2 separate regions of the Pan troglodytes genome follow, and region 2 is linked to region 1. Evidence: chromatin contacts called from public HiChIP or PLAC-seq data. All regions are on one chromosome and are shown on one strand. Each heading gives the region's core, a stretch centred on a gene start, on an enhancer-like site or on the middle of the called end of the contact. The rest is flanking DNA. Distances are from core to core; before and after follow the strand shown. Region 1 holds the start of FOXD1 (forkhead box D1). Region 2 holds the start of FCHO2 (FCH and mu domain containing endocytic adaptor 2).

The links. HiChIP or PLAC-seq counts read pairs in DNA pulled down with a chosen protein or histone mark.
Region 2: an H3K4me3 HiChIP or PLAC-seq map of stem cell-derived excitatory neurons shows a contact between it and region 1, with 11 times the contacts expected there. The contact joins the promoter of FCHO2 here to the promoter of FOXD1 in region 1. A contact is called at or near these places in 1 of 7 Hi-C or Micro-C datasets (stem cell-derived neural progenitor cells) and 1 of 1 datasets of contacts at active chromatin or transcription factors (stem cell-derived excitatory neurons).

What each region holds. Positions count from the first base shown.
Region 1 is chr4:42,604,560-42,607,886 of NHGRI_mPanTro3-v2.0_pri, reverse strand. FOXD1 (forkhead box D1) reads right to left here and starts at 1,654. Exons shown (of 2, transcript XM_016953158.4): 1 at 1-1,654. The coding sequence starts at 1,217.
Region 2 is chr4:43,098,154-43,101,826 of NHGRI_mPanTro3-v2.0_pri, reverse strand. FCHO2 (FCH and mu domain containing endocytic adaptor 2) reads left to right here and starts at 2,008. Exons shown (of 23, transcript XM_054684296.2): 1 at 2,008-2,862. The coding sequence starts at 2,830.

The sequences.
Region 1 (3,327 bases), core at 405-2,904:
GCTGGCGGCGCCGCCACCGGCGAGGGCGAGGGCGAGGCCTGAGCGGCGGCGGCGGCCTGCGCGGCGGCGGCGGCAGCGGCGGCCGGGCCCAAGCTGCCCCCGATGATGCTCTCGATGGAGAAGGGCGAGCGCGCCAGCGCTGAGGCGCCCGGGCCGCCCGCCTTGGCCGCGGAGGCCGGCAGGGGGCCGGGCAGGGCGGCGCCGAGCGGGTGTGGCCGGTAGCCGAAGGCGGTCCGGGCCAGCTCGGCGGCCGCGCCGTGCGGTGGCGGGGGCGGCGGGGGCGAGTGCGGGTGGAAGGCGGCGGCGGCGGCGGCGGCCGCTGCGGCGGCGAAGAGGGCCGAGGGAGGCGCGTAAGGCGGCAGCTGCAGGCCGTAGCCGCAGCCGTAGGGGCCGTAGCCGTAGGCATGCGGGGGCGGCGGGGGCGCGGGCGGGAAGAGCGCGGCGGCGGCTGCCGGGTCGCCCGCGCCCCCTGCGGCTCCCGCGCCGCGCAGCAGCAGAGACTCGGCGGCCGCGGCGTTGGGTGGGAGCAGCGGCTGCCGCTTGAAGCGCTTCCTCCGGCGCAGGAAGCTGCCGTTGTCGAACATGTCGGCGGACTCCGGGTCCAGCGTCCAGTAGTTGCCCTTGCCCGGGTTGCCGGGCTCGCGGGGGATCTTGACGAAGCAGTCGTTGAGCGAGAGGTTGTGGCGGATGCTGTTCTGCCAGGCGGGGAACTTCTCCCGGTAGTAGGGGAAGCGGCCGCTGATGAACTCACAGATCTCGCTCAGCGTCAGCCGCTTCTTGGGGCTCTGCAGGATGGCCATAGTGATGAGCGCGATATACGAGTAGGGCGGCTTCACCAGCGGGTTCTTGGCGCCGCTACCCGCGCTCCCGCCGCCGCCGCTGCCGCCGCCGCCCGCGCCGCCGCCGCCGCCGCCCCCACCGGCTCCTGCCCCCGCCGCCGGGGCCGGGCCCGGGGGCGCCGGGGAGCCCCCAGCAGGCGGGGCCAGCAGGATGTCATCGTCGTCCTCCTCCTCCTCTAGATCCTCCAGCTCGTCCTCCCCGGCGTACGAGCGCCGCCGCCGCCGCTGCGCGGAGACAGCCAGCCGGGGCCCGCCACCGCCGCCCTCGTCGTCGTCCTCCTCTTCCTCGTCTTCTTCGTCCTCGCCCTCCCCCACCACGTCGATGTCTGTTTCCTCGGCGAGGCCAGAGGCATCGGACATCTCAGTGCTCAGGGTCATAGCTGTGGCGCGGCGGCGGCGGGGCGGCGCATGGGGGCGCCGGGCTTCGGGCTCCCTCTGCGCCCCAGCCCGGGTCCCGGGCGGCAGGCCCGGCCGGGGGGCGCCACGCTGGGGGCGCTGCGACTGCGGCTGCCGGAGCTGCGCCGGGGCTGCCGGGTGGCGGCGGAGTCTCGCGCGCCGACTTTGTAACTCCTGCGCCGCCGCGGTAGCCGCGCGGATGCTGCGCTCCCTGGGCTCCGCTCGCGCCCGGCCCGGGCGGAGGACTTGACCTTCTTCTCTCGGAGCAGCTTTTGCCCCGTCGGTTGAGGAGGGGGTGGCGGGGCCCGGGCGGGCGAATCAGAACGCCAGGCGCCCAGGAACGTGCGGGACGGGTGAGAGTCTAAGAACAGAGCTCGGCGAGGCCAGGGCTGAGTCCAGGAGAGGGCGGACCTTCCTCGGCTTATAGCAGAAGGGGGCCTGTCACATGGTGTGCACGTCAGAGCGCTGCCGAGGGAAGGAAAGCAAGCCTAGGAAATCAGCCCTTCTCGGGAGAGAAAATTCACCCGTAGGAGGGAGGCAGCAGCTGAGAAGAGTGGGGAGGAGAGGGGACCTCACTATTTCTTGCCAAAGAGGCTGATGCCCGAATTACGCGGCTGTCTGCACCGAGGGCCGCTGCACGAGTTAGACTTCCCAGCCTCCTCAATTAGTCCTCCACCCTAACCTCAGAAGCACACCCGCGACACTCTGGTTTGACCCCTCGACAGCCTGTAGGAGCCTTCCAGCCGGGGGATAACCACCCCATCCTCTGAGGTGGCCCCTGGGGGACGCTCTGGGGTCGGTTGGGGGTGTCCAGCCCCTCCAGATCGGGCGAGCGGCCCCCCATTGGATCTGATGCGAAGCCCCCCAATTTAAGCACGGCAATAATTGTTTATTGACCCTTTAACCCATTCTCTTCGGTTTTACTCCAAAGACGTTTGTTTTCCGCCATCTGTTAATAAAAACGCTGTGAGACTGGCGTTTTACTCACTTCTCTGCGATTGAATGCCCTAGAGACTTGACAGTTAAACTAAGCCACTCTAATGAGACGATCTGACAAATGTCATGGGAATAAAGAACGTAATAATTGAATTCGGAGAAGAAATTGAAAATTTTAGTGAAAACCCAAATACACGCACAAAAATTGCACCTAGAAACTACTAGAAAGTTCGACCAGCCTGGCCAACATGGTGAAACCCCGTCACTACTAAAAATAGAAAAAAATTAGTAGGCGGCGCCTGTAATCCCAGCTACTCGGGAGGCCGAGGCAGGAGAATCGCTTGGACCCGGGATGCGGAGGTTGCAGTGAGCCGAGATCGTGCCACTGCACTCCAGCCTGGGCAACAAGAGCGAAACTCCGCCTCAAAAAAAAAAAAAAAACAGAAGTTCGTTCATAATGGGGCTATATAGTTCTCAGTAGGAGGAACATTCTAGTCAGCACTTTTCATAGTAATCTCAAAATACTTACATAACATATACATATTTCTACTGAGGCTTATTAATAGAAACTATAATGATAGATGACTTTAAGATAAACTTTTTAAAAATGTGTTTTTGGAAAATCCTTAAATATTGTTAATCCTTTCTGGTGAGATGAAAATTTTTTTATGAGATTAAAGTTCCGCTCAATTCAGTTTTCTTTTCGGGTGACAAGATAGTGGAAATAATTAAGATATGATGCTTTAAAAAATATACCTATCTTTATCACCAACTCAAACGAGCTATTTTGGCTAGTGGAAAAATCCTAATAGTTTGTTGAATTCACATTCACTTATTTGTGCATTTCCTAAAATGCTTCTATTTCAAAGAGGGGAGCTTGTCCCAAAAGTTTAACTTTCTGATTAAAATGACCCCTTGACAAGAACTAAGAATCAAAATTCAATGGCGTTCTGTAGGAACAGCCATCAGCTGCCCTTGTGTATATCATTTTATCGACCAAGTACTTTTCACATTCTGAAACGTGTCATTACTACCGCTGTCAATCACAGAGCCTCAAAAATAAACTGTTTCCCCATCTAAAGACCTCTATTAAAATCGAGTTTTTGTTGCTGAGGACTGCTACCACCAGTTACTCTTACAAGTGACCCATAAAGGT
Region 2 (3,673 bases), core at 759-3,258, 490 kb before region 1:
CAGCCTGGCCAACGTGGTGAAACCCCGTGTCTACTAAAAATACACAAATTAGTCAGGCGTGGTGGTGGGCATGTGTAGTCCCAGCTGCTTGAGAGGCTGAGGCATGAGAATCGCTTGAACCTGGGAGGTGGAGGTTGCAGTGAGCTGAGATCGCACCACTGCACTCCAGTCTGGGCAACCAAGCGAGACTCTGTCTCAAAAAAAAAAAAAAAAGAGAATGTGTAAAAGATAATGGAATTATTACATATTCAAGGTCTCATCTACCTTGACATTTTTATGATAGATGTCATCATTCATTCATTCCCTGAACATTTACTGACTCTTAAGTGACAGGTATTATAGGCAGTGACTTGTACACTGTTGTTATCTATGTTGGTTTTTAATAATTTCAAAATGAAATACATTTTGATAAGCAAAGTCTAAGTGAGTGTGGCACAAATACTTTAACGCATATAAGCTCGGTGGCTCATGCCTGTAACCCCACCCAGCACTACCCACTCAGGAGTTTATCTATGCTCTGCCAGAATGTATGTTCATCCCTGGAAACCTCACTTGAGAGTGCAGAAGGAGGCTGATACCATCCACACTCTTCCTATACTACACAGTCTTGTCTGAAATTTAGTCACCTTAATCACTGTTTACTATAAAGTTCCACAACTTAAACATCAGGCAATTACAGGATATGGTGTTTCGGCCCTAATGAACCTTGCAAATACCTGAAATACTCAGAATACTTATTTTCATTCCAGATCTACTCCTAAATTTTAGGGGAGCAGAAGAATGCGAATGAAGGCCAGTAACTATTGTGAATACTATACTAAATTGTCAGTAGGTAATAGCCACACATTGGAACACTAACAAAAGGAAAATGTATGCTTGATACTACTGAGAAACAATACTTTGTCATGCAGGAATCTATAGCATTCAAGCTGAGATGAAGGATTTGACAAGTTAATTTGTCTTCTCTCTTACCTAAGCATTTCTGCTGCTCAAATTCTGACTCCAAAGCAGTCTCTGAAATGGGCAGCCATGCTATGTACAAATTTTCACTGCTTTTGGAGTTCACCGTTTGTTTTGAGGACAGAAGACAAAAGATAGGAAGAAGAGTTTTCCTGGGGCCTGAATAGTGTTCTTCACTGGGAGAGAGAATTTATGGTTATGAGCCAGTGTTCAGTATCAGATCACAAGTGGCAGAGGCACCCATTTTTTTTTTTTAATTAATGTGTGTGTGTGATATGTAAGTTCCTTTAGAGCATGGAGTCCAGGATAGAAGTCTCTCTTGCCCAGGTCTAAGGGTGCGGGGTGGGGGGGCGGGGGGCGCGGCGGTGGGAGGGAGTACTTTAGTGATACTAGGAATTTAATGCCAAAGGTATTTGCTGTGTGACCTAGATGGCTGAATTTTTTAAAAAGTTCTTCAGCATCGAGAAAAATCCAGTTAGACTGATATCTTAGAAAGCTGTAGCTTATTTCTAAGTTTGACTTTCCCCAAAACTAAGTGTAAATGTCAGTGATATGAGGACTTTTTAAAGAAACAAAATAAAGAAACAAGATACACAAAAATAGAGCAACTATGGCCAATCTTGTTTCATCCCTTTTCATCTATGACCTTACTCATACCCCTATCCATAATAAATGACTTTCAGCAAATCCTAGATGTTCTGCACCCTATATCTTTCTAACAGATATTCTTAAAAAGTATGACCACAATACCATTATCCAATTATTCCTTGTTCAACAAGCACTTACAATTTCATCCTTGTGAAAGGCACTTCATGATTTTTACTTGAGGATGAAGATAATTTCTCATGAATTCTCATTGTTTTAAGTCACCTGAAGAGGTGTGATATGCTACAATAAATCTATTTGTAGGGCTTGGCTTCAAGAACTGAAGATTCTGGACCTAGCTGATCTGGTGACAGTGAACTTGAGACCTCTAATAGCGTTTAATTATTTTTTTTTAACTTTTGGAAAGCAAGGTGTAGGAAGGGGATTTAGTTTTTCCATCAGGTCGAGGCATGTTAAGACTTGTTTCTTTTTCCAAAATGTCCAAGTTGCTAAAGAGAACTATGGACTATGGGTCAGGAAGTCCGTCGGTTTCGGGTCACATTCCGCTCCCGCAGGCCTGCGGGCCGCCCCAGCTGGTTTGTTCCCGGCGTGTTAGAGGTCAGAGGCCGAGGCCGCACTCAGTGCCTGGGTCTCGCGCAGCTCCAGGGCTCTCAGGCGACACTGGGCGTTTCCTTTCCGGCTTCGGAAAGTTTTGTTTTGGTTCAAGGAAAGGCGCCCTGTTGACCAAAGGCTTCTCAGTCTCCTCCGGGTGGCCAGCGGCCAAGTTTCCTCCAGCCCAGCGAGTCCAGACTATAGTCCGTTCGAGATCCTCGAAGGCCGGGGAAGCGAGTCTTGTGAGGAGAGAAAGCGAGTGGGCAGCCAGCCTGCCGACTCCACTGCCGCTGGCTGGCCCTTCTCTTCCCTCTGTCCCTGGGCTAGTGCCCGTCGCACCGCAAACAGTGCGAGCAGTCTCCCTGGTGGCTCCTCAAGGACCCAGTTCTCCACCATTCCTAAGAGAACACTCAACCCAGCCGCGCCCGGGATGCAGAGAGATCTACCAACACCCGAGAATGGGGACAGGGCGCATGCGCACACCGTGGCCGTGGCGTCTAAGTGCTCGCCCTTCGGCGGCAGCCGCTAGGTGGCGCATGCGCCCTGGAAGGTGCGGGCCGGTCTCTGGGAAGAAGGCGGCGGCGGCGAAAGGCGGGGGTGCTGTGGGGGCCGGGCCGTGTTTACACAGCGGCGGGCGGGCGCGGACGCGGAACCCGGCGCGGCGGCGGCACGATGGTCATGGCGTATTTCGTCGATAATTTTTGGGTAAGCTTAGGATGTTGGAAGTCGTGTGTTTCGAAGTCCAAGGCTTTTGGCGCCTGAGCTTGGCCTGCGTGCGCTTCGGGCGGCGGCGGCGGCCCCTCCGGCAGGGTGAGCGTCCTCCTGCCGCGTCCCGCCTGGGTGAGGTCCGGCGGGCGACCGGTCGCCAGCCTATAGGGACTCCCGGGCTCGCAGCCCTATGGGGACGGGGGCTGTCACCGCGGCCCGGGAGCCCGCAGCGGGGCCGCCGGCCGCCGGGGCTGGGACAAAGCGCCGGATGGGGCGGGAGACGGGACCCAGCCCCACCGGAGGCTCCCGGTGCCGCGCTCCGCGCGGGGCGTGCGCGGCAGCTCGGACGCGAAGGACGGGCCCGCGGCACAGCCGCCTCCCGCTGCGCGCTGGCTGGAAGAGCCGGGCGGAGGGGTTTTGCCTCCTGCCCTCACCGCGGGCCCCCCATCTGAGCGATCCCTTTTACCTCTGACGGTTTCCACACCAAATCCAGTGCGGGGTTGGGCTGGACTAGCACTTCCTCTCAGCCTCGCAGCTCGGCTCGTGGGTTTGCGCCCAGGACTTTGCCTCTGGGCCTGTTCACAAAGCGTTTAAAAGTTGGATTTAATGTAACTGGACTCCTTGGGCTTAAATGCATGGAGACCTCCCCCTACTCTGTGCTCCTTCCCCTTCCTCATTCTTTCCACCCCTTGTCTTAGCTCAGTATTAGATTCTTCTTTGAGAATTTCTCCGGCTCCCGGTGGAGTATTTTTCTGCAGTTATTGTTTTTTTTTTTTTTGTAATGGGAAGTACAGTTCAGCCATGTACA